2 separate regions of the Cricetulus griseus genome follow, and region 1 is linked to region 2. Evidence: chromatin contacts called from public Hi-C data. All regions are on one chromosome and are shown on one strand. Each heading gives the region's core, a stretch centred on a gene start, on an enhancer-like site or on the middle of the called end of the contact. The rest is flanking DNA. Distances are from core to core; before and after follow the strand shown.

What was found. A called contact is a pair of places that touch in the nucleus more often than the background predicts.
Region 1: a Hi-C map of the CHO-K1 cell line shows a contact between it and region 2, with 4 times the contacts expected there. The contact joins the promoter of Arf6 here to the promoter of Vcpkmt in region 2. A contact is called at or near these places in 4 of 8 Hi-C or Micro-C datasets (the CHK-Q cell line, the CHL-YN cell line, the CHO-K1 cell line and 1 more).

Annotation. Positions count from the first base shown.
Region 1 is chr5:133,997,063-134,002,730 of CriGri-PICRH-1.0, forward strand. It overlaps Arf6 (ADP-ribosylation factor 6), which reads right to left and starts at 3,418. Exons shown (of 1, transcript XM_027418155.2): 1 at 1-3,418. The coding sequence starts at 3,238. The coding sequence ends at 2,711.
Region 2 is chr5:133,804,107-133,809,045 of CriGri-PICRH-1.0, forward strand. Vcpkmt (protein-lysine methyltransferase METTL21D) reads left to right here and starts at 1,421. Exons shown (of 6, transcript XM_027418157.2): 1 at 1,421-1,739; 2 at 1,830-1,940; 3 at 2,090-2,159; 4 at 3,296-3,415; 5 at 4,489-4,593. The coding sequence starts at 1,462. It overlaps Sos2 (son of sevenless homolog 2), which reads left to right. Exons shown (of 23, transcript XM_027418159.2): 23 at 1-618.

The DNA.
Region 1 (5,668 bases), core at 2,168-4,667, 190 kb after region 2:
TAATTCCTTTATTTTCTGCATGTTAGTGCTTCAGCAACACTACAACCATAAAGAACAATTCCAAGGACTGTACTTTTTAGCTGGGGGAAGGGGGAATCACAGTCTACAGACTCATTTACTTATATTAGACAAGATTAACCTCATTCAGAACTTAGCAAGTTTATAAATTCACACAAATACAGAAATTGATGCAATTAAACAAAATCTTTAGGACCTTATTTTTGTAATTCTTCCATTATAACTTTTTCTGCAGGCTCTAATTTCCTGCTTCATAATCACCAATGGTTATGGTTCAATTTAACTACATCAATTATAAACCTTTTATATATACTCTTAAAGAAATGTAAGTGAAAATTACAGTTTCTTTCCAAAAGGTTTAGGTTTTCTTCAAATTTCAAATGTTTCCCCCCTCCCACCCTTTTCAGACATTTCAAATAAACTAAAAATAACCCATCTCACCTGCAACATTCAGTAATAGCAATCACTTGTATAAAATTTTAACTATGCCCCCAGTTATTTTAAGACACACAAAAAAATGGCTGTCTACCAATCTGTCTGTCACAAGTTAGAATACTACATTTAAGAATCAACATGAGGGTTTCAAGTTTCCTCCAGTTTAGGCATTTATACCTTTGTGCTTATTTTGTTTCAGGATGTTACTGTAGCATTGATATTTGTATAACCATATTTATGTACCTTAAAATGTAATCATTTAAAACACTAAGAATTACATTTACGGTGGAGCTTTGGGAATTTTTAAAAGCAACTATAATGTTCTTAAATATGTGAATCAGCTTCATTTCTAGAGATATTTTTATTAATGTGAAACTGAGAACTTTAGGTTTTAGTTGCGTCTTGATTTCAAAATCCCTCTGCACCAATAGGAGCCTACAACATAGCACCTTTTCTCATCTGCTTTTAGTTAGTTTTACTTACAGCTCATTTTTGTATAGCCTTCTGTTTCTCATACATCTTTGGTAAAAGCTCCATTATACAATATGGCCAAAACATGAAGGACCAATACTGTCCAACGATACCATGATATCCGGCTTGACTTTAGTTTTCAGACACCCTCATAAACAGAACCATTCCACCTTTTCCTGTATCCTGCCCTGGCAGTCTACATTTCCGAAACTCCCTAAGTTTCATTCCTTGAGGATCACTACATTAATCCTTAAGGCTACACAAGAACCAGATGCTGCTTCACAATTCTGAATCAACATTAACATTTGGTTCAAAATTATCACCATAGTGGTCTCAATCTAGTAACTGGTCCTAACCAGCTCATCTTGTTAAGATCTGGATATCACCAGAGAGCACAATGCTTACCCTTAAAGAAAAATAAATTTACATTCATTGTCATCTGTAGGTTCTTTCTCGTCATCCTACTCCCTGTGTCACCCCTCCAGTCTCCATCACTCATTCAGCACATTTCTTCCTTAAAGGAGACGATCTACGACTGAACCAACAGGATATCTATTTGCATGAGTTAATACTACAATCAAGCAAAACTAAATACCTTTTTTTTAAATAAAACATCTTTTCCAGTGTTTTAATTAATGGAGATGTAGATCACTCATCTATTTAAAAAAAAGTCATATATCTTCAGTTTAATCAGTTGCTGTAATGTGAAAACAGGAATGTGTATTTTTTTTCCAGCTAGGAAAAGGTGCATATAATTTGACTTTTTAAATGTTTTATTAGTGAACAAAGTAAATGTTTAGTAATTTTAAAGCTACTTGTCTTAAGAGATTTGAAACAAGGTAACATATGCCGATTTTGCCCGAAAGTCACTTAAAATATCTACAAATATTTCATCTGTGTGGCGTACACCATTATTGCTCCATTTTCTGGAAAGAGTCTATTTTTAAAGGAAGAAGAGAGGGAAATAGCAAAGTTACTAACTTTGCAGTTTAAAAGATCTGCCCCCTTGTAGAGGTGAGTTGTTTTATGCAGCGTACGTTAGCTATGGTGAGGGAACTTGAGTTTACTCCTACTCATGCACTTTAATAGCTGACACCTGAAGGGATTCCCTACATTACCTGTTTCACACACTGATGTGCAACTGGAACATTACACTGGTATTACTCATTATTTTGCCACTGTGGGCTAAGTTCACCATACTGGTCTTGGATATAAAAGGTCACATTTGAAATTGCTAAAGTTAGCACTAACAAGGAAAGGGGGAAGGCCTTAAATATAAAAGACAAACGGCAGTTTGATTAAGCAATAATTTTCAGTTTACTAGATGAAACAGACTCGCAACATAGTCTGCATGAATGCAAAATAAGCCATCTACAGCAAGTGGTAAGAAACTGGGCAAAAAGGAAAAAAGCATACATTGGGGGGAAAAAAAGATTCTCTCGACATAAAAAAATCAAACCATTATTATAAAGGATTTTACCAAGAGCTGCTATTACCCCACCCCGTTTGCTGGAAGTCACAAGAGCATCTAGCACTGTTTTCGTGTCAAATATCAGATCAGAGCATCCTAACGCAAAGCCAAAAAAAAAAAAAAAAAAGAAAGAAAGAAAAAAATAAAGAAAAAGAAAAAGAGGAAACCCCAACCCCACTAAACCGTAGAACAGTAACTCCAGAGTTCAGATTCAAAAAAGAAAGTGGCAATTGAAAGAGGTTGATGATGGTGGCGATAATCCTATGAATGGGTTTTTGATTTCTCTCCTTCCGGGGGATGGGTGGAGGATGCTCATTAGGATTTGTAGTTAGAGGTTAACCATGTGAGCCCCTCATAGAGTCCGTCCCCGGAGGTGGCACAGGAGGGCTGCACATACCAGTTCCTGTCCCGAATCCGGGTCAGGCCCAGTTTCTCCTGGATCTCATGGGGTTTCATGGCATCGGGCAGGTCCTGCTTGTTGGCGAAGATGAGGATTATGGCGTCCCTCATCTCCCGGTCATTGATAATGCGGTGCAGCTCCTGGCGGGCCTCGTCGATGCGGTCGCGGTCGGCGCAGTCCACCACGAAGATCAGACCCTGGGTCCCGGTGTAGTAATGCCGCCAGAGCGGCCGGATCTTGTCCTGGCCGCCCACATCCCACACGTTGAACTTGACGTTTTTGTAAGTCACCGTCTCCACGTTGAAACCCACCGTGGGAATGGTGGTCACCGACTGGCCCAGCTTCAACTTGTACAGGATCGTTGTCTTGCCGGCTGCGTCCAGACCCAGCATGAGGATCCGCATTTCCTTGTTCCCGAAGATCTTGGATAGCACCTTCCCCATCGCGTCGGAGGAGCCGGGGCCGGGGGCATTCAGGTGTCCCGGGTCCCCTCAGCCTATAACGCCGCCGCCGCTGCCGCCGCCGCCGCCGCTGCTACCGCCGCGAGATCGAAACGGAGCCGCCCCCGCGCGAGGACGCCCTGCGTGCGGCCTGCGCGAAGCTGCCTGCTAGGGGCAGGGGCCCGGCCTGCGCTCACTCGGGCATCGCCCGCCGCCCGGGCCCTGCGTCTGCGCCGGGGAGAGCCGCCGCCCTGCTGAGGCGAGGCGAGGCGCGGCCGGCCCGGAACTGCCCTTCCCCCGCAGGCGCCGCCGACAGCAGCTCCGCCGCCGCCTCGGCACGCGGCGGCTCAACCGCGGCCCTCCCGCCGGCCCGCGAGCACCGGGCTCGCCACCGACCCGGGTCACCCGACGAGGAGCGCGGCTCCGCGCCCCGTCAGGTCATGGATCCTCGCGGGAACTCGGTGCTGCCTGCAGGGACACAGAGAAGGGAAGAAGGGAGTTACCGCCGGGACTCCGTGGGTGCGGAGGCCGACGCGGCCCGCCGGTCGGGGATCGGCCCGGGAGGGTTACCTCCAGCTGCCGCCGCCGCCGCCCCGAGCGCGGGTTCCCTCCGGCCTGCACCTCCTCCTCCTCCTCCCAGCTCTGCCGCCGCCGCCGCTGCCGCCGGAAAAGGCGCCGAGGAAACCGCCTCACTTCCCCTCCCGACTGCGCGTGCGCAACTCGGCCCGACCGTTCGGAAGAGCGCGACCTCAGTAAGGAGAGTGGTGGCCCGCGCGCCCAACGTCACGGGCGCCACGCGCCGGGGGGCGGGGCTACGGCGGCTCGCAGGACCCAGGGAGGCGCCTCGCGGAAGCCCGGCGGCGCGGGGTTGGCGACGCGCCCACCTGTCGCTCTCCCGGGGGGTCTTCCCCGGTTTTTTCCTCCTCCGCCGCTCGGAGGCGCGGGGTGCAAAGCCGCTTGCGGGGTGGGCGTCGTCGGCGCTGGAGACCGACGCCCCCACCCACGCTGCCGAGGCTTGTTCCCAGACTCCCCGCGCAACGTCCCTCCCGCTCGCCCCAGCCTGCCAGCAACACGGTCTCCTTTCTACCCGGTCGCCTCCCGACTTCCTCCAGCTTCCTGGAAGACACGTGGGAGGTCGGCGTGCCACCGAAGCCGTCCGTCAAAGTAGCCCTCACTTTTTTCTAGTCTTGGGTTTGCTCCGAAACCCTGCTTTGGAACGTTTAAACTCCTTCTCTTTGTAAGTCTCGTCGGAACCGCCCACGTTTCTTAGGAAAAGAGTATCAGGGCCGACGACAATGAGGACCTGTGCCCCAGGCTCAGAACGCATAGGGTGAAAGGAGAAAACTCCCTTAAATTGACCTCTGGGCTGCACGAACAATAAGGAAACCTATTTGGGTTTTGTTTCGGTTTTTTTTTTTTAATACTTTCTCATTTAGTGTCCGTGTGCGCAGGAGAGGTCAGAGGACAACTTGCCAGAGTCAATTCTTCCACCATGCGGGTCCTAGCTATCAAACTCAAAAGTCATCAAGCTTGGCGGCCCCCACCTTCACCTGCTAAGCCAGCTGGTCCTGGAAACATTTTTTGTATTAAATGAATAGTGTTAAGGTTAGAATAGAAACTTTAAATATCAAATAAGGGCAGAAATAAACACAAGGGGAGAAAAGAAAGTTAAAAGAAGTTGTTACAACAGCGTTTGATAATAATACTGTTTCTATTTTGTAACCTAAGAAAATCTGTAGCCACCAGCGAGACAAGGTGGCTCAGCCTGTCCCCGAACTGATGAAAGTGAGGCATAAATTCTAGGCCAGCCTAGGCCTAGGCTGTCACCATTTGACACGTAATACATTTAATGTTTAATTCAGGCTGGAGTCCCAGGCTGGCATCACATTCACTGTGTATAGCTCAGGATGTTCTTGAAATTATTATTCTCCAGCCTCCACCTCCGAGGAGAGGGGATAGGGTTAGGATTACTGGTGTGACCCCACTTATGGAACAACCGGTACTTGAATCCACACCAGGCTTTTCACTTGGGTGCTGACTGAAGGTTTGAACTCTGGTATTTGTGCTTACAGAGCAAGTGCTTTTTAGCCTCTGAGTCATCTCCCCAGCCCCAATAACAAACTATTAAAGAATAATTATAATACAAAACAATTAACAATGGCAAGAACATAGTCACTGATAGTGAAAATTTTAAACTTGGAATATCATGCCACTTTCTAAAAATAGGTCAATTTGGGGGCTGTTTGAGATGGCTTAGTGATTAAAGCACTTGCCACCACTCCGGACTTGAATTCAATCCTTGAGATCCACATGGTTAAAGGAGACCTTATTCCCACAAGTTGTCCTCTGAACTCCAGTAGCTCTCGCCCCCCCACACACACACACACGAAACACCGAATAAGACCTATTTTTAAAAATGTAAGGTGGTGTGTG
Region 2 (4,939 bases), core at 171-2,670:
TAAAATTACAAACAATTCTATATAACCCAATTATAGAAGAAAAGGGGCATGTATCTCATTAAGATGCACCTTTTGTTTGCAGTGTATGGTGTCTTTAGCTAATGATTTGCCTCTTGTTTGGGAAAACAAAGTTAATATGCCATGTATGTACAGTTTATTTATATTGTATATATTTAAAGATAATGCTAATAACCTATATAAATTTAAGTGACTTGAGGCCTATAATACAATCTGCTATTTTACTAATTTGTAAGTCAAGAACAAAAGTTTCTTATGGCATAGGAACCAACTGCCAACTGCCTTGTCTTCAAAACCTATTAACTTTCTTTAATCTCGTGTTAATTGAAATTTTTTAAAAGTTTTTTCCAGATTGGTAATATTTGAACAGAAAATACTTAAAGCTTTATTAAATTTTTAATCAGGCAGAGGATAAAGCTTTTGTCATTTGGACGTTCTCGTTCGAAGTGGTCAAAGGGTGTTATGCCGATAGAGCAGTAGCAGCAGTTGTAAAGTAGCCAAAAGCCACGTTGTTTATCTACTGGTCTGTGGCCTTTGACTGTGCTTTGTATCAGAGTTCTTAACAAGATTAATAAATCACCTCAGTCTTAATTTTTAAAAGATTTGCAATATTGTTTTTTTATCACAAAGAACAAAAGAAAGCTGGGTTCAGTGGCATACAGCTGTAGTTCCAACAGTTGAGAGGTCGAGAGATAAGGAGCTGGAGTTCAAGGTCAGACTCAGCTATGTAATGAGTTTGAAGCCTACTTGGGATACAGGAGACCATCCTGCAAAAAACAAAACCACCAACAAAGCTGAAAAGAGAAAAATCTACAAGAATCTCTCATCTATCATATATATATATATATATATATATATATATATATATATATATATATATATATATATATCATCTATCCATTTATCACCTTTGTGTGAGTATTTATGTGGTGTGCAAACCACAGATCCAGTGTGAAAGTCAGGCCAGTCTGCAGGAGGCCATTCTCTCCTTTACTAAGTGAGTCCTGGAATTCAGGTACTTGGTCTTGCTGGCCACCTTTTGGCCCCAGGGGATGTAAATATTAGAGGATTAACCTTTTTTTCCTTTGAGAGCAAGTAGCAAGTTCCCAGCCAATCTTTTTTATGTACTCATATAAAAAGACAGATGCACAGTAGGAAACTTCTTGAGCATAACCATTTGTGATAGGACCTGGATCTATAGCTGCCTAGATCTATAGCCAACAGCTCTGTGTGAGCCATTCTCCAGGCAACGAAAAGCACTGTCGCTTGCTTGCTTGCTTCAGTAGCAGCCAACCCGGCCGCTTACAGGTAGGTCCGCCGGCTCCAGCTGCCTTCCGGGCTTTGAGACTCACGCACGCGCTGTGGACAGCCGCTCTGCCGCTGGGAGGCGCGGGCCGTGCGTGAGCGTGACGTCACCACGTGCCACAGCCTGTAGCGGCAGCAATGGCGACCGCCGTGGAACCGGCGTCGGAGCCGGAGGCGGAGGACCCGCTGTGGAGCTTCGTGCGGGTTCTGGAGAAGCGGGATGGGACAGCCCTTCGGCTACAGCAGTACGGCTCCGGAGGCGTGGGTTGCGTGGTGTGGGACGCCGCCATCGTCCTTTCCAAGTACCTGGAGACGCCGGCGTTTTCCGGCGACGGGGCCCACGCGCTGAGTCGCCGCTCGGTGCTGGAGCTGGGCTCGGGCACCGGGGCTGTGGGGCTCATGGCCGCGACCCTCGGGTAAGAGCTGGCGGGGAGGCGCTGGCGGGCCCGCATCGGGTCACCGGCCCGCAGCCGAGAGCCTGGTCCCCAACCGAGGTTGTTTTTTAGGGCAGATGTTGTAGTCACCGATCTCGAGGAGCTGCAAGACTTGCTGAAAATGAACATTAATATGAACAAGCATCTTGTGACTGGTTCTGTTCAAGCCAAGGTACTGAAATGGTTTGTATGGCCTTTCAGCTTGTTTTAAATTGCATTCTCTGCTCAAGGCGTGGCTAATGAGGGAAACTTTCTTTCTGCTTCTCGTTTCTGAAATGAATATTTTAAATTGTTAAAGCGTCGGTTAAAGACATACGTTTGACATTTTTAAGGGGGGAAGAACTAGAAGACTTGACTTCACCAGACTACATTTTGATGGCTGACTGCATATACTATGAGGAGGTGAGTGTTGAGTGAGCCGGAAGGAAGCCCGCGTTTCTTCACGTTGTAACAGCTCTGGGTGTGGGATATTAGAGAAGACAGAATCGTCATGGTCAGCGTGTGTATACAGTTCAGGATAAGCAGACAGGCCTGCGAATAGTGGTTGGGAAACTTACATGCACTCTACTGAAGGGTTTTTGTAAGTTTTTTAAAAAAAGGGTTTTCCCATTTGGATATATTATGAAAAGCTAACCCATCCCTCCCTCCTTTCTTTCTTCCCCACTCACTGCTAACCAGGACATTGAAAATTAAGATGCAAGTCGGGCATGGTGGCTTACACCTGGAATCCCAGGACATAGGAGCAGGCCCAGGCAGGATGGTTGCCATGAATGCTAGGCCAGCATAGGCCACAGAGTTAGACCCTCCCAAGAATTAGTTAATTTTCAGTGACAAGATTTATTACACTTGTGGAATGAATTTTCTTTACATAGCAATTTATACAGTGCTGGGCAGTATTTGTTTTTAAACTAACAGCTGTTGCACCAACTGATGTTCAAATATGGGGTCAGCAGTTAAGAGCACATATTCTTCCAGAGGGGGATCCAATTTCTCTGGCCTCTGCAGTCACTTAACACCTGTGCACATGCCCATACACAGAAAACACACATGCACATAATTAAAATAATAAAAATAAATCTTACACCACTAGGGTCAGGCTGGCTTTTGTAAATATATTGTTGATTGTTTAAATACCACATTAACTTAGGTTAAATGAAATTAGACTTTTAAGATTTGTATCTAACTAAGCACAACTCCTGTAATGCCAGCACTTGGGAGGCTAAAATAGAGGAATCTCTGCAAGTTCAATGCCAGCCTAGTCTATTTAATACACCCCTATTCAAACAAAAAGAAACAAGTCAATTCTGCCTGTTTTCCTGTGGAAACAAGATCTAATCTTTAGGATTTTGTTGTTGATAGAAATCAGTATAATTGTTGCTTAGTCAGTGGTTGTTTAACAATCTAGTTGTGGAATGTTGTGGTATTGATTCAGAATGGTTTGATTATAGGGCAGTTGGCCTCTTCACCTCCTGCCGCCTTTGTGTAACAGGAAATTCTTGAAGTAATAAATTGAAAATTGTCCTTTGTTTTTTAAATAGTCATTGGAACCATTGCTAAAAACATTAAAAGAGCTCAGTGGATCTGAAACATGTATTATATGTTGCTATGAACAACGTACAATGGGGAAAAATCCAGAAATTGAGAAGAAATATTTTGAGGTGAGTATTGTGTGTAACAGTCATCCTCTGGGGAGCTGTATGTGGTTGCTCTGACAGTTTCATCTGGGGAAAACTTTCTCTTGATAACCTGAGGAGAAGATCCTCCACAGCCCTCCTGCACAGAGCCCACCGTTCTCGGATCTTCCCAGTCTTGAGTCGTCTCTGTTCTCAGTAGTCCATATTGTTCCGCAGAGCAGTGTCGGGGACTGGTGATGACAAGTTTGTCTTTCCTGAGACCGTTTACAAGACTGTTCAATACAGACTGGCTCTGAAGCTTATCAGCGATGTGTTTTAAAGAATACCTGATACAAATGTGCAAGTGGTGACTTTTAGTTCTGTATTTTCCTATATATTTTTATTATACATTTTACCTAGTTAATCACTTTCAGGGTTTTAGTCACCAGATTTATCCCTGGAGCATGAGCCAACTTGTCAAAGCCCATTCCCTGTGAGGGGATGCCATGTTCAGCCTTAATGCAGTGGGGAGGGGCTTGGTCCTGCCCCAACTTAATGTGCCATTATGTCAACTCCCCGTGGAAGCCGTTACCTGTCGGGAGGAGTGGATGGGGGCGTAGGTTGCAGGGAAGGTAAGAGGGGGTACCAGGGGGAGACAAGGGGGGGGGCGGGAGAAGAAATTTTTTAAAGGGAGGCCTATTTTCCGATATCTGTCCTTCACTCTTCCTCCAAGCGGTGACCTAGATCCTTTTATGGGCACAAATTCAGCCCATTGAAAATTGGCTTAATGACAAAAGCATGTATATGACTCCCTCAGATAACATACACTGAGTTCCATGTTTTTCATGATTATGAGGCAATGTTAATGAACTTTTGAAATTATGTATAATTAAAATAATTTGTATTTAGTTAAAACATGTCCAGCACACGTATATCAAGTTCTCAGCTCATGCATTTTCATCCAAATAACTGCTCCAACATAAAGATACAGAAATGAGAAGGTTTCCACGTTGCCCTTACTGGTCGGTCATTCTCCAGCAGTGATCATCACCCTGACTTCATTACCATAAGTCTGTCCAAATTACTGAGTATAACATGTGTGTCCTTTAAATTTACAGCTCCTCCAACTAGACTTTGACTTTGAGGAAATCCCTTTGGACAAACATGATGAGGAATACCGAAGTGAAGACATTCGTATTATATACATCAAAAAGAAAAAATCAGTACGTGTATTCATAGTTCTTCCTACTCTGAGATCTCACCAGCTGATGTGGGCTAAGGTGTTGTCAAGTTCTTCACCTCTACATAGTGAAATAGCAATGGTGACTGACTGGCTGCAGGCATTGACACTCAAGATTTCCATCTCTGGCCTGTCCTGACTTGGGTTCTTGGTCACAACCCAGAACTCAAGAAATAGAAGGCTGTGCAGTTGGAAGCCAGGCTGGGCTACATAATGAGACCTTATCTCAAAAACTGTATGGCCGGCCAGCTTTGTTTCTGCCATGCTGGGGGTAGAACCCATGCCCTTGCATGTGATGGGCAAGCTGTTCGCCACTGAGCTAAATCCCC